Regions from separate parts of the Neogale vison genome. Here region 2 is linked to region 1. The links are chromatin contacts, called in public Hi-C maps. All regions are on one chromosome and are shown on one strand. Each heading gives the region's core, a stretch centred on a gene start, on an enhancer-like site or on the middle of the called end of the contact. The rest is flanking DNA. Distances are from core to core; before and after follow the strand shown. Region 1 holds the start of LSM6 (U6 snRNA-associated Sm-like protein LSm6). Region 2 holds the start of ZNF827 (zinc finger protein 827).

The links. A called contact is a pair of places that touch in the nucleus more often than the background predicts.
Region 2: a contact with region 1 is called in a Hi-C map of fibroblasts, with 3 times the contacts expected there. The contact joins the promoter of ZNF827 here to the promoter of LSM6 in region 1. A contact is called at or near these places in 2 of 3 Hi-C or Micro-C datasets (fibroblasts and muscle).

What each region holds. Positions count from the first base shown.
Region 1 is chr11:146,989,848-146,993,109 of ASM_NN_V1, forward strand. It overlaps LSM6 (U6 snRNA-associated Sm-like protein LSm6), which reads right to left and starts at 1,681. Exons shown (of 5, transcript XM_044224925.1): 1 at 1,546-1,681; 2 at 1-101.
Region 2 is chr11:147,170,289-147,173,550 of ASM_NN_V1, forward strand. It overlaps ZNF827 (zinc finger protein 827), which reads left to right and starts at 1,619. Exons shown (of 14, transcript XM_044224926.1): 1 at 1,619-2,239. The coding sequence starts at 2,197.

The DNA of each region.
Region 1 (3,262 bases), core at 431-2,930:
GATACAGGAAACCTGAATTCTAATCCCAGTTCTGCTACTTAATTTAGCTGTATGCCTTGGAGAACTCATCGTTTCACCTCTCAAGGCCCCAGGCTCCTCATCTGCAAAATAAGGGAGTTATGCTAGATGATCACTTAAGAGATCATCTCGCTGTAACATTCAGTCAGCCTATGCAGTAACTCCAATAATGCATTTACACACACACACACACACACACACACCCCAAGACAATCGTCTACACTCCTGCATAAAATTCAAGCAACTGGAAATGGGAAACACCACTGTAAAAAAAAATAATAAAAATAAAAATAAATCCAAAGAGATGTTGCTTATTAGGAATACATAAAATACATAATGAGCTATCACACTTTTGGCAAAAACAGGCACAACCTTACATGAATGAGGTAAACTGCTAAAACTTTCCTGGAAAACAATTAGGTAATGGGTGTAGAGATCTAAAAAAAGACCTCACTAGAACACAGCATCTATTTTAATAACTTCCTTGCTCAGACTCTAGTCCGAGTAAATCATCTGAAATACAGTTTTAAAATAAAGTCTATCAGAATATTACCTGGGATGCTAAAGCCAAATGAAAGTTTACAAACACCCTCAATGCCTCACAGTTCGAAAATGGTTGAATAATTTATGGGACCTACGCAATGACAGAATAGGTAGCCAATCAAAAGTCGCAAAATCAGAAATGATATTTGGGGAAGAACTTTTCAATGAAAGTGGACGACTACTTATACTGCTGATAAAATAGTCTTAACTCAAATGGAAATTAGCACACACGAGACTGAAATACAGAATGAAATTATGGATGGGATTCAGTGAATATTACTTCCTTCCCTGGACTCCTGTGTTTTCACTTCTTCATGAGCCCTGTGTTACGGTGGGGGGGGGGGGCGCACATTAAACCACTACCAACCTTATCTCCCAGCGTCCTAACGCTAGACACCGCAAACAGAAACACCGGTAAGGAGCGAGCGCGCACACACCTACAGACCAAAAGCCCGGGTGCTAGGACCTAACACCTACAATCGTGGGCGTCGGCAACCTGAGAACTCGGTAAGGTGGGCTAGTCCCGCTCTTGATTCCTGGGGGTCGGGGAACCACCCCGATGTAGTCAGTGCAGCCCTGGAGCCCCAGGAACCGGGCGGGGCCGGCCCGCGCATTCGGGGCCCGCTTTCCCGCCCATTCCGCAGGCTCCCGCCTGGGCTCCCGCGGAACCTTGGGCAACCTGGACCGGTCTCGGAAGGCAACTCAATGGGGCCAGGTCGCTGCCGTTCGTCCCCGCGCGGTCTAGACGCCCTTCCGGAGGGGTTCTCACAGCCGGGGACCACAGATCTCCTGCCCTTCCCAGGAGCCCAGGAGAAACTGAGCGCATTTTGGGGGCGCCCGCCACCCATGGGCTCCCGGCGTCCGCGCTCCCTCCCGGCGCCTTTCAGGGGCTGCCTGGCCCAGACCCGGGCTGCCGCTCCCCAAACCCGCCCCCAGCGAGCGAGCACTGGGGCCTCCAACCGCCCGCGCGGCTGCCTGGCTCACCTGGTGGCCGGGATCCAAACCCCCGCTCCAAGTGCCCTACAAGCCGGGCCTCCGCCGCCGAGGGTCGGAAGAAATCGAAAGTGAAACTGCCGAGGCAGGAGGCGCTTTTCTGCAACAACCAAGGATTGCCTTTCCTGGCTACGGCAGCCTGCGAGGACCGAAAAGGCTAGACTTCGGTGGAGCGCGAAAAGCCAAGAAGCTCGTTTTGCCTGAAGGCAAAGTTGGTGCTTTAGAGGTCAAAGGAGAAAGCGCTGGTGCTTCCTCTTTTAACAGAAAACAAACACCTCTAAAATAAAATTTTAAAAACCTGGAAGTGATCGTTTAACCGGGTTTTCCTTTAGGCAGAAATGCAAGAGAGAGCTTGAAGTTACACTAAACTGGAATTTACTGCCAACGTAATGACTATACTCGGAAAAATCCTTGAAAAAGTTAATGCAAATAAATAAAACGGGCAGTCTCAAATCTTCACATCCACCTTTGGATTTTGGTTAAGTGTGTGTAAAGATGAAGTCGATATTAGATTGTTCCCATGGCAACGTTAATTGCCACAAAAAGAATTCAAATCACTAAAGTAACTCCGAATTATAATGGCATAAATTGCGATACATTACAATCTAATTCTAATTGGAAGTGGTGTGCAGACATTTAAGTGCTGCTATGGGAACTTGGTTTGAAATTTTGAATTCTCAATATTCTTGCTATTAATGTAAAGGGTGAAGAAAAAGAAGAAAACTGTTATACCGACACTTGATTCCTTTTTTCCTTCACACACATACCCTCAACTTAAAATTTATACTTTAATTCTATTTGTGATTTGTAACACTATAAACAAAGAAAAAATATCTTTAAACAGAGTCTTAACTGTGTTAAGTGTTATGGATCGAAGACGCAGAATTTTTTTTCCTAAGACAGGGATGAGTTTCCCCACTTGTAAACCTCTTTTAGCTAAAGAAATGAACCTTTGATGGATATGGCGGAGAGAGAACAACTGGGTGTGATTTGGTGGAAAAAAGATTTCCTTCTTTCCTTCCATAAAAGCTTACGTTGGGTAAAAACCAAGCATTACGGATTTATTGAAAAGGCTGTATTTGAAGTTCTTGCAGTATAAAATATAATGTAAAAAAATTAAGCATCATTTAAATAAAATAATTAGCTGTGAAGAACAAATATAATAGGATATGAAGAAAGCCCTGTCTCTAAAAGCTTTCTTCACAAAAGACCTCAAATTGTACCACATTCTTCACTGGCTGTTTCAATTATTTAAAAAAAAAAAAAAAAAAAAAAAAAAAGAACTTTTTGATTCGTAGCCTTTTTTCCATTACCACAGAACGCTGATGGAGTCATTAAGATTGGCGTGGTGGGCAGGGGGCAACGAGGAGTTTTAAGGGCACAGTTCACCGGCAGAGGTGGTTGCAACCTTTTTCAGGGGGCATGGATGTGTAAGGGCCCAACCAGGCAAATGGGGTGGGGACCATGAATTACTTTCTGAGCCAACAAGTTTATCAAAATGGAGTTGTGCCCAGAATCCCCTTAGCAGCTTATAATTGGCTTTTACTGATTCACAAGGCAACTTTCCAAGTTTCACAGGATTTTCTTTAGCATTTTTTTAATACAAAGAATGTTTTCTGAATGTTAGTCCACCAACACTAACTTTAAGTTCTTCGAAACCCTGAATACAAACCTAAATGTAATTTGACCAGATTTAGTTTGGCTTACA
Region 2 (3,262 bases), core at 369-2,868, 180 kb after region 1:
AACTCAGATGACCGGTTTTCTTAAGCCAACACTCAAGGAAGAATTGGTTTAAGAATGATGCTCCATTTTAAACTTGACTGCTCCCGGTTTTGGTTTTAGATTGAATTCAAGCAGGTGTTTCAAAACCCGCTTTGGATAGCATTACTTGTCACACGGGGAAGCTGAATCTTTCCAGGAGTTGGCAGGGAGGGTTTCATCCTGATATTTCATTATCAATGAGAAACATCTTATGGGAGATCCAACACTCTTTAAGCGTCTCTAATAAAAGGACACAATATACGGTCTTATTGTTATTTTTAAGAGGGTTATAGAGATTTATCCACCAGGGCTGTTGTTAACACCACTCAGGTTGTGAGAATCAGGCTAGAACCTCCAAGAGGCATTAGCTATCTGTGTAAACTCACAGAGTGTCATTTTAACGTTCTGTATCTCCACCATGCCTCCACCTTCTTTGATGAAAAAGTCTATTTTAAAAATGGTAAGAAAATATTTAACATAATAAGATGATGAGTCAGAGTTTTTAAAAAGCTAAAAAGGGAAGATGTAGTTAAATAATTCACCTTTTTATTTTTTAGCTACATCTGACTCATGACATATAATGTATTCTGCTAAGTTCAAAGTTTCCTCTTACAAAGAGAGTTTTATGAAACAACTCTTCTTCAGACCATTTTTACTTCAATTATAGTAGCAGGTTTTGGAGTTTAAATCATTAACAACCTCTGAGTGAACTTTTATCCAAATGACTGCAAGTCACAAAGGGAACAGTCCTCTTTCACCAAGTACCTTTTGTGCTAGAGTGAGACCCATCCTTTTCTATTTTTCCCCTTTATGTCTCTCTTTGAAGAAAGATGTGTGATTTGTAAAGTTGATGAAAACTGCTATATTTGGGTTCATAATGCAAACTAGAATTGCTTCAGGGTAAGCTTCACATACCTGCACTACTGCAGCAAAAAAAGTAAATTTCAGAAGTCAAGATCTCTCTGTGCACTGTAGGAGTATCATGTAGCAGTGAAATCAACCATGGGGGTGACCGAATCTTATTTCCCCCCCTTCCTCAAGGGGATGGAATTTTCATTTCGGCAGCACGTTTCAGTTTTAACTCCACTGAACACTCCAAAACTGGGCACTTACTCCATCAACCTCGTTATCGATTTAGCCATATGCTGCTATCTTTTAATTTTTTTAAAAAATATTTTTATTGGAATGTTTTTCAAAGAGTGTTTGGAAAACCGTAACCTCCACAAACTTAAGGTGATGGGGTGAGAGAATAATTCTTGCAGTGAAAAAGCCTGAAGAATTGTATGCAGAACAAAATGTAGTTTAATAAACAAAAGAAAGTTAAGAGAAAAATCTATTTTCTTAAAAAAAAAAAAGCAGCAAGAGTAATGAACTAATCGCTGTTCAGAGAGTGGGGAAAACTTTTTTCCCCCTAGATTTGGCGAATAGCGGGATAAATTCGAAGAACTCCATCCCACCCCCGCATGCGCGCCCCCCATTCTTTCCAGACCGAGCGGTTGCAAATCCCAGGCTGAGTCCGCCCTGGGAGCCTTAGGGCACCTTCCTCTTTGCTCTGCGTGTGTGTGTGTGTGTGTGTGTGTGTGTGTGTGTGTGTGTCTAGCTCTCGCTCTTTCCCTCAGTCTGTGCCTCTGTGTATGTGTGAGTGTGTGTGTGTGACAGAGAGAGAGAGAGAGCGCGAGAGGAGAGAGAGAGCGAGAAAGAGAGAGAGCGAGAGAGCGAGCTGTGAGCTGTGCCGCCGCCGCCGCTGCCCTTTGATCCCGACATTAGTGTTAGGGGCTCGGAGACACAGAGCGCGGCCATAGACACCGCCGCACCGGCACTCATTTATTTATACCTCCCATCACACACGCGAGCATAGGACACACACACACTCACACCTATTAGATCCGTTTCCATTGAAGAATATTACGCTCGGGGACAAGCCAGGTGCACGACCAAAAATTTAAAAAAAAAAAAAAAAGGAAAAAAAGAAAGGAAAGAAAAGAAGAGAACCCCTCATCTGGCTCCAGGAAACAAGCTTCAACCCATTGCACACACCGGAGAGAAGGGGTTTCCCCCTGCCCGCCCGCCCGCCCCCCAACTACCTCCCGGCTCCTGCCAGTGTCTGCCTCTCTGCCCCCACGGGGGTTTATTTGATCTCACATTAACCAAGGAGGAGAATGTGAGAAAAGGGGGAAAATGCCCAGGAGGAAGCAGGAGCAGCCCAAGCGCCTTCCCTCACGTAAGTCATCCCTTCTCCACCTCCTCTCGTGCCATTTTCTCGCCCTCCCTCTCCTCTTTCCCCTCCGCAGCCTCCTCCGTTGTTTTCTGCATTAGTTTAGGGTTACAGAGGTGAAACTGACAAAGACACAGCCCGGGTTACTCCTCGTTTAGGTCTATGCTGAGGCAGCCATGTTGGTGATGATCAGCCCCGTGCCCTTTCTATTCTCTCTCTTTTTCTTTCTTTCTCTCACCCCCCCTCTTTTTTTCCTTGAGATCGGGCTTTTTTTCCCTTTTCCCTCCCCCTCCCCCTCCTCACTCCGGGTTGCTGGGGGGAGGGGGCAAGAGACGCGAGAAGGGGAGTAGTGTGGATGCCGGTTTTTTTTTTTTTTTTTAATCGGGGAGTCGGAGGGGGGGGGAGGTGGGAGAGGTTGGAATCTTTTAAAAAAAAAAAAATTCCTTGTGGATCCCGGTGCCTGACGGTGCGGGGGTCGGGGCGTGCGGAGGGCTGGGGGCCGTGACATGGCGTTTGGGGGTGTCGGGGCGAGGACGCGCGGCCACCCGCCGGGGACGGGATCCAGGGAGAGGTCCGTCTCCGGCTAAAGGTTGCGCCGGGGTTGGTCGGCCCCGGAGCCGCCGGCGGCAGCGGCGGCGGCGGCGGCGGCAGGAGCAGGAGGAGGCGGAGGTGGAGGAGGCGGCGGCGGAGGAGGGGAGTCGGGGGCGGGCGAGGCGGGAGCGGCCGGGGAGGGTGTGGGGGCACCGCACACAAACACACCGGTACACACGCGCCGCCGGGCGGCTGCTCCCGCGGCGCCTGGGCGAGGGGGCGCGCCGGGGCGCGGGGGGCGCGAGGCGGCCGGGCGGGGGGTGAGGCCGGGCAGCGGCGGGCGGATGTGGGGTGCGGGAGCTGCGCCGAGGCGGAGGCAGGAGGCAGGGCGGCTCGCGGCGCGCGAGGTCCCTGCAGAGCCGAGGGGAGGGAGGAGCAGGGCTCCTGGCCGCAATAAAATGCGGGGTCAGTCGGAGCAGACGGAGCCGGCGAGACTCG